Linked DNA regions of Pan troglodytes: region 1 is linked to region 2. Evidence: chromatin contacts called from public HiChIP or PLAC-seq data. All regions are on one chromosome and are shown on one strand. The core of a region is the stretch at or near the end of the contact, and the rest is flanking DNA. Distances in the headings are between cores, read along the strand shown. Region 1 overlaps CLIC5 (chloride intracellular channel 5). Region 2 overlaps RUNX2 (RUNX family transcription factor 2).

Region 1 (3,504 bases), core at 605-3,104, 500 kb after region 2:
CATAGATATTATTTGTTTGTTCTAGAAAGAATTTCAACCTCAGAGGGGAGGATGAATTAAATGACAAGCTCCTATAGTTCTTTCCAGTAAGAAGCCAGTAAATGATTCTTTATTTGAAAGATAGCGTTTAAGTCTTACAATTATGGTGGGTTGGGATATAGGACACTGTTGGTTGCCCACCCTCCTCTGTGGTGGGGAGAATGGGGTGTTTTCTGATGTATTTCCAAGGAATTCAGAAACTTTCTTAAGGAAGACACAGATTCTCCACATAGCTGCTTCCCCAAGCTCTATAGGGGATTCTTATAAAGAAGCATCTTTTTATTTAATACAGCTCCACAAATCACCCTTATATTTGGCGTATGTTCAGAAGTATTAGTACAACAACAAAATGCATATTTTTTTTAAAGGCAAGAGACTTTGGCCAGTATTTGGCTATGTTTAAAACACCAGCATGGTAAACATTTAGGACAACTTTAGCATGCCTTTAGTATAATATTTTCTTAAAGTATGAAGGGAGGTAGGGATTCCAGATCCAAATAATTTTCTAAACCTCTTAAAAGCCACAGTAGATTTGAAGAGAAAGATTATCACTTAGGTCTTCGAATTAAGTTTCCTTTTGTGTACTCATCTGTAGCATGTAAGCTGCCTGAATGTTTATTTATCAACAGAAGAAGGAAGGAAGAGAGAGAGAGAGAAAGAGAGAGAGAGATAGAGAGAGAGAGAGAGAGAGAGACTGACTGAATGTGGGAGGAAGCTGCAGAGCTAGCGAGCTCAGGAGCGATCAGGGGAGAAGTTCTGGTTAGGGAACCCGGCCCAGACTTTAGCCATGGTGCAGTGGCGACACCTTCTGGCTTATCCCTGAGCAAACAAACAAACAAACAAAAAACTCCCCAAAAACCTATTGTGCATTTTCCACAGAGAACATGTACGTGTGTTTTCTATTAGACTTTCCAGAAACTCATAAATGATTGTAGAACCCATCGTGCTAATAGAAAGTACGGCATAAATGCTGACGGAAGCTATTAATGCTGATTGTAGTTTATGTGGCCAAATGAATCAGGCTGAAATCTGTGAGTTTTTTTATGGTTACTTTATAACAGGTTATTTTTAAGTATCAGGCCATAGATTAGGTTTAATGCGGATGCTCACACACTTAGAATGAGCTGGTTAAGAGAGATTCTAACTTTATCAGTCATCCGTTCCAGCGTTTAGACCTAGAGAATTTTCTCAATTCTCCCTCCCCCAAAACACTTAGGCTGAAGTACATTCACCACATTTTGTCTTGTTTCATCCTCAAATAGCCACATCTTTTACATAAGAGCCATTCACAAACTTAAAAACTGCCTCTGTGCCACCGCAATGCTAGACTGAAATAATTACTGGATTTGGTGATTCTGTGAATATCCTACAACTTATCTTCCAGTTGCCCATTCTTTCATTTGTTAAACAGGCATCTATTCGGTGCCACTGTGGGCCAACTTTGTGCCCCTTTCCCCACATGGATTGCTGGGTGAGAACCCTGATGGGGAAGGTGGGAAGTGTTGAGTATATTTAAGGAAATACACATGGTAGTCATTCATTGAGTACTCATCGGATCGTGAACTGATTTGATCACCATTTCCTAAATGACACACTCTTGTTTAATTCAGCACCACATACATATTAAATAGTGAATTATATTAAATGTTAATATACGCAAGTCAAGAGCACAGATCATGGGACCAGCTGCCTGGGCTGGGGTCCTGACCCTGACACATACTAGCTTGGGCAGGTTGCTTAACCGGTGCTTGTTTCCTTCTCTGCAAAGTGGAGATCATAACATGGCATACCTTAGAGGGTTGCTGGGAGCAATAATTGAGTCATCACCTGCAGAGGGCTTAGTACAGTGCCCGGCATGCTGTAAGCAGTTGTTATGTACAATGTGTATGTGCAACGCATGATGATGCTGATGTATGAGAAACAAAGCATACAAAAAAAGCAACAAAAAATTCTTAGAGCTGCAAGAAAAAAGTGGCTCTTGCCTCTGGCTCTGCTCAGTAAACATCGTGCTTGACTCATCCTCTGCCCTGAAATGCTGACATGAACAGGGATATTCAGCTGTTCCTTTCATTCTGACTCTACAGCCAGAACCACAGTCCCTCAGCCAAAAGCCTTCATCATAACAGATGTGAAATGGGGCAACCTTAAAGGTTGGGGGTGACTGATACAGAAAATTCCCCAGATATGCTACAAGTACACCTGGACCTCCCTCCCCCTTGCTCAGAGCAGTTCCCTGGATACCCTAATGTGCCCCAACAAAAATTACAGTTTGTGGGGGGAAGCTACCCACTGGATGTTTGAGTTGCACAGCTTTTACTACATGAGTCTTGCATCTCCTAAAGTTTGAAGTGTGTAGCAAATTAAATGTGCAATTTTATACTTCTGTTTCCTGAAATCTAGTAGGGGGTAAATGACTCAGATTTTTCCAACACCAAAGGAGAATTTAAAATAATGTGTCCTTTTTGGCAATGGTTAGGACAGGTATTTTCACCAGAGAGAGAAAAAAAATCACCTTAACTTGAAAGTGAATATATAAGAATTGAATATACAAGAATTCAGTATCCTTTTATTTGTTACTAGTAGAAGACAGAGCCCATATATATATATATTTTCAGGGTAGCAATGTGCCCTATCAAAAATACTCATCTTCCTAGATTCCCAGAATTTCAGCTACAGAAGGCCAAATAACCAAGTTCTGGCTAAAGAGATATCGGTAGAAATTAATCAATAGGCTTCTGGAAAAGATAAGATAGATGCGGCTGGCATTGTCTGGAATGCGGATGTGATGTTTGGGGGTGGAGCAACCATCCTGTGAAACAAGAATGAAAGTCACACACGAAAGATGGAGAATTAGGAGCTCTAAGCAGCAGCTCAATTCTCGACTTCTTTCAGCAACTACATTTGCCTGGAACTCTCTACTCTCTGGACTTCTTGTTATGTGAGAAAAGCAAATTCCTCTTAAGAAGTAAACATTTATCAAGAGTGCTTAGAACAGGGCATGGCTCATAGTAAAATGCTATATAGGTTTTGCTAATAAAACACATATTTGCTTTAGCCACTGTAGTCAGGCTTCTATTACAAACAGCCAAACACAACATTTGCCAACATACATAGGTATTGCCAATATGCCAACATGTCATTATTCCGCTTTTTTTTTTTTTTTTTTTTTTTGAGATAGAGTCTCGCTCTGTCACCCAGGCTGGAATGCAGTGGTGCGATCTCAGCTCACTGCAACCTCCATCTCCCTGGCTCAAGCAATTCTTCTGCCTCAGCCTCCCAAGTAGCTGGGACTACAGGCGCGTGCCACCACGCCTGGCTAATTTTTGTATTTTTAGTAGAGACTGGGTTTCACCATATTGGCCAGGCTGGTCTTGAACTCCTGACCTCGTGATCCGCCTGCCCTGGCCTCCCAAAGTGCTGAGATTACAGGCATGAGCCATCGCGCTCAGCCTCATTATTTCACTT
Region 2 (3,955 bases), core at 42-2,541:
TATGTTTGTATCTTCCAGAGTTGCCACATTTTCAGAAAAAAAGTGTATACTTTTTAGTGCCATCACATACAACTGAAAAGATGAATATTTCTGAAGAGAAATAGGGTGGGTGATTTGTTTCAAACATTTTGACGTAGAAAATCTAAACCCAAAGATGACATCAAGCAAACTATAGCACAAAATACACATATGTAAAACCTCATGGTTTTCCTATGTGCCTACTATTAACAGGAGAGGTTTGGTTTAGGGGTCTGTAAAAATGTTTTCTTTCTTTAAGCATAATGCTCAGAGCCAAGACATCATCAGCTCCAGGCTCAGTCAGTTCCAGTCGAAAGTGTGAATGTTCAGCAAAAGGATGTTTTTGAAAGGAGACTGAAAACCCACTGTGCCAGATACCTGAAACGTTGTTAGGGTATTCAGTGGAAAATTTCATTTCCACATTATAAATAACTGTAGGATATTTTAAGAGATCCAAGACTAGTAACTTCCAAGAGCTGCTTATATTAGTTCCACTGAAATGTGAAATGGAGGAAGGATACTGAGAAAGGCCATAAAGCTGAGTTACTAGATATGATTAATTAAAATAAATAATCTCACTATTGATTAAATTGCCCTTAAAATCCCCAACCACTGAGGACTGCATAGTTTGCTATCCACCAAATAAAACAAAGGACAAAACAGCGATGGAGAAAAAAGGAGGAAAAGTCCCTAAGGTAACTTCTTAAATTCAATTCTAGAATTTTTTATTTGGAAAGCCCCTCTGGTGGTCCATATTTGAAATATTAATTGTTTCTTATTGTCTTCAAAGTTCCAGGAGTTCTCTGTTCTATGGACTTCCTGGGAGGAGGACAATCCCAGAGAAGGTGGCATATCATCCACCATGGTAGTTATGGAATTTTGATGTCACTTTTACCATAGAAATAATCAATTCCCATAACTGCTTCCCCCCTTTGCAGCCCCCACAGATTTAAAAACAAAAAACGATCCAGGGATCTCTGTTAGACAGTGGCACAACATGCCCAAAGTAAAACTAGCCCCCTAAAAAGAAAAAAAAAAAGGCAGGAAAAAAAAGCCATGACTGTATGAGTGTGTATGTATTTATGTGTGTCTGCGTGTGGACTTGCAAGAATGTGTGTCCGAGTGCACATGAGTGGACGTGTAAGGTAGGACAGCAATGGATGCAGTCTCTCTCTCTCTTTTTTGAGGCGAAAGCCTGGCTTCCCTTCCCGGATCGGCCGCCTGTGGGACTCGAGAGACCTGTGCACGCAGGGGACGCGGCGGTGCCCGGGGTTAGAGCTCTCCCCTGTGACCGAAAAGATAATTAAAAATCGCACGCGCAGGAGCCAGCTCAGCTCCTGGCTGCGCTTCCAGTTGGTCCGGTCTGGCTAAATGGGTTCTCGCACCCTGGCGGCGCCCGGGCTGGGAGGCCAGTAGGCCGGGCGCAAAGAGTAGGTTGGGGACCAGGTGTCATAGCCGGTGGCGCAGAATCGCTTCTCGGAGTCACCGAGGGTGGCAGTGGCAGGCGGCGGCTGTGGGGCGGGAGGGGCGCGGCTCGGGGCTAGTGTCTGTGGAGGGATTTGGGGAAGAGGCAGGAACGTGGAGAGAAACGTGGGAAAGGGAAAGACCGACGAGGGAGGCGTGGAGCAGTGCATGGAGGAAGGGCAGGTAAAAATAAAGCCCCAATTAGGAAGGACAGAGTAGTATTCCCTGAACTCCATCCTTACCCCTCGAGAGCGCACACCTGGCTACCCCGCACCCCCACCTCTGCTCACGCGGTCTGGCAGACCCTCAGTCCCCTGCGCATCTCTTCAGCGGGGCGATCCCGAGTCACGCAACCACAGCCCCCCAAGCTCATCTTGTACTCGAAAGGGCTCCAGAGTCCGCGACTGGCACCAGGCCCCCATCTTCCGTGCCCCTCATGCTCTCAGAGCCCTTCCAGGCCCCTTCTAGGGCGCAGACCCGGGCGTGGGCTCAGCGAGTGGGAGCAAAGCTCTAAAACCAGACAGGGAGGGTCGTGGCAGGTCGCTACGAGGGTGAGGGAGGCGTTTGCACTGAGCAATAAAAACACCCAGTAATGGGTATGTGAATTGCTTTAAATAAGATGGGAGGGCGTGAGAGATGACCCAACCATCTTTCTTCCTTAATGCTTCGAGGGGGAGGCATTCTAATTCTTCATTTATTTTATAAAATCACTTGTTACTGTGTCAGCTACTCCACTAGGAATCTTTGAAACTTTGGCAACTGATGATTTTTTTCGCAAACACGTTTTCAAGCTTTGGAAGGCTTTAAAGAGTTTGGTAATAAGCAAGAAACGTAGTAGTACACAACGCCGAGGGTAAAACGGCCCTGTGCCCCCTTCTTGGGGTGTAATAGCCTCAAGCGGATTTCCCGGCTTCTGCGGGCGCAGCACATTGTTTTATTTGTTTTGAAGGCTCAGAGTTTGAGGCTGGTCGTAGACACCCACGTGCTCTGACTCTCATCAGCGTAATGATCGACTTAGCCAGAGTCGTGTCTATATAAACCACAAAAACCTAATCATTAGAAATCCCAGCCTCCAAAAACCACATTTTAGGTAAAAAGTGCCGCTTTTTTTCCGCGCTCCTTCATCCTCTCGACCACAACTTTTTGGGGGATCCAAAGTCGCTTTTTAAACCCACACTAGGAAATAAATACATAAATAAACAGCCACGGAAGCATTTTGAATTTTTTAGTTCGTATTTTTAATTTTTCCCCGTGAGCGCTGGGGAAGACAGACACGAAACTTAGTCTTAGATGTAGAATAGACTTAATAAAATATTTAAATTCATGGAAAACGGCTGGTGCTTTTCCCCAGCAAGGGTTTTGCAACTTATTTTAATCACAAAGCTGACAGTTTTTCAGTCCTTAAAACAAAAACAAACAAACAAACAAACAAACACCTCATTCTTGTTCTCTAGGAATGACAAGATTGAATATATAAGAAAAAAGAAATGTCCAGCTATGCACTTGAGTTCCTAAAAACTATTTTGACTAGATCTCCCTCCACCCCCCCCCTCATTTTTTTTGTGTCACTTAAAACAAAAAACACCGAAACCCTGCAAAATCTTTTTCCCTTGGGAGTCGCTCAGACAGAGGTGGGGGTGGAGGTGGGAGGGTGAAGAGTGCTGAGAAGTCAGCACAGACGCTCAAGAATTTTCCTTCCTCCTCTCCTGAAGTTACAACGAAAAATAGCGACAGTCAGATCAGCCGGGGGCTCTCTGGTGTCTTGGCTTCAATCTCTTCCTACAAAGAGGGGGTTCCTTGTCCTAGGGGTGGGGAGAGCAAGAGGACGCGACCTGGCGAGATTGCCCCTAGTCTGGGGCCGCCTCTAGGCTTCGGAAACTGCACACGGCGCGCGGGGGGCTCCTTCTCGCGGCCGGCTGGCGGCGGCAGCGGCTGCGATTCGCAGGCTCGAGATTCGTTGCCCCGAGATCCGCTGCCCACGACTTACCTCTTGGCACCTTGAAGCGCGAGAGACAGGGGAGCTTTGCAAATTGCAGGAGGGAGTGGATGCAAAGAGGTGGCTGTGAGAGGGCGAGAAGAAAAGAAGGGAAAGGAAGGAGCCTAGCCGGGGAGCCGGGCTGGCAGCCGCCGCGGGAGGAATCTGAGCGTGCAGCCGGCGCGGGGGGAGCGGCGGCCGCCGCGGAGGCGGCGGCGCGGGAGGGCGGAGGCGCGGCCGCCTGCAGCTGGGTAGCAGCGCGCGGCGCGGCGCGGCGCGGCGGTGGCGGGCAGCGCGCGGCAATGCCGGCCCCGGGGCTGGACTGCTGAACCCACACCGCTTCACCACCGGACTCGAACTGGGAGGGGGCGCCAGCGCACCCAGGACGCGGTGCCCCAAGGGACCCCATTCCAAGCTGCAAACTCAAGTCCCCCGCCTCCCCAGGCCAAACACACCCCCGCGCCCGTTCGCAGCTGCCACCCCGGGTGTTCCAAAGGC

Evidence for each region. HiChIP or PLAC-seq counts read pairs in DNA pulled down with a chosen protein or histone mark.
Region 1: an H3K4me3 HiChIP or PLAC-seq map of stem cell-derived excitatory neurons shows a contact between it and region 2, with 12 times the contacts expected there. The contact joins two enhancer-like sites. A contact is called at or near these places in 4 of 7 Hi-C or Micro-C datasets (blood, induced pluripotent stem cells and stem cell-derived neural progenitor cells) and 1 of 1 datasets of contacts at active chromatin or transcription factors (stem cell-derived excitatory neurons).

What each region holds. Positions count from the first base shown.
Region 1 is chr5:51,802,782-51,806,285 of NHGRI_mPanTro3-v2.0_pri, forward strand. All of the region lies in intron 4 of CLIC5 (chloride intracellular channel 5), which reads right to left. Among named protein-coding and RNA genes, the nearest start is that of CLIC5, 92 kb to the right of the region's middle. Within about 2 kb of position 1,855, at least 4 of the 24 cell types and tissues checked have an H3K27ac peak or open chromatin away from gene starts, as enhancers often do.
Region 2 is chr5:51,303,525-51,307,479 of NHGRI_mPanTro3-v2.0_pri, forward strand. The region is part of intron 2 of RUNX2 (RUNX family transcription factor 2); the gene reads left to right. Among named protein-coding and RNA genes, the nearest start is that of SUPT3H, 40 kb to the left of the region's middle. Within about 2 kb of position 1,292, at least 9 of the 24 cell types and tissues checked have an H3K27ac peak or open chromatin away from gene starts, as enhancers often do.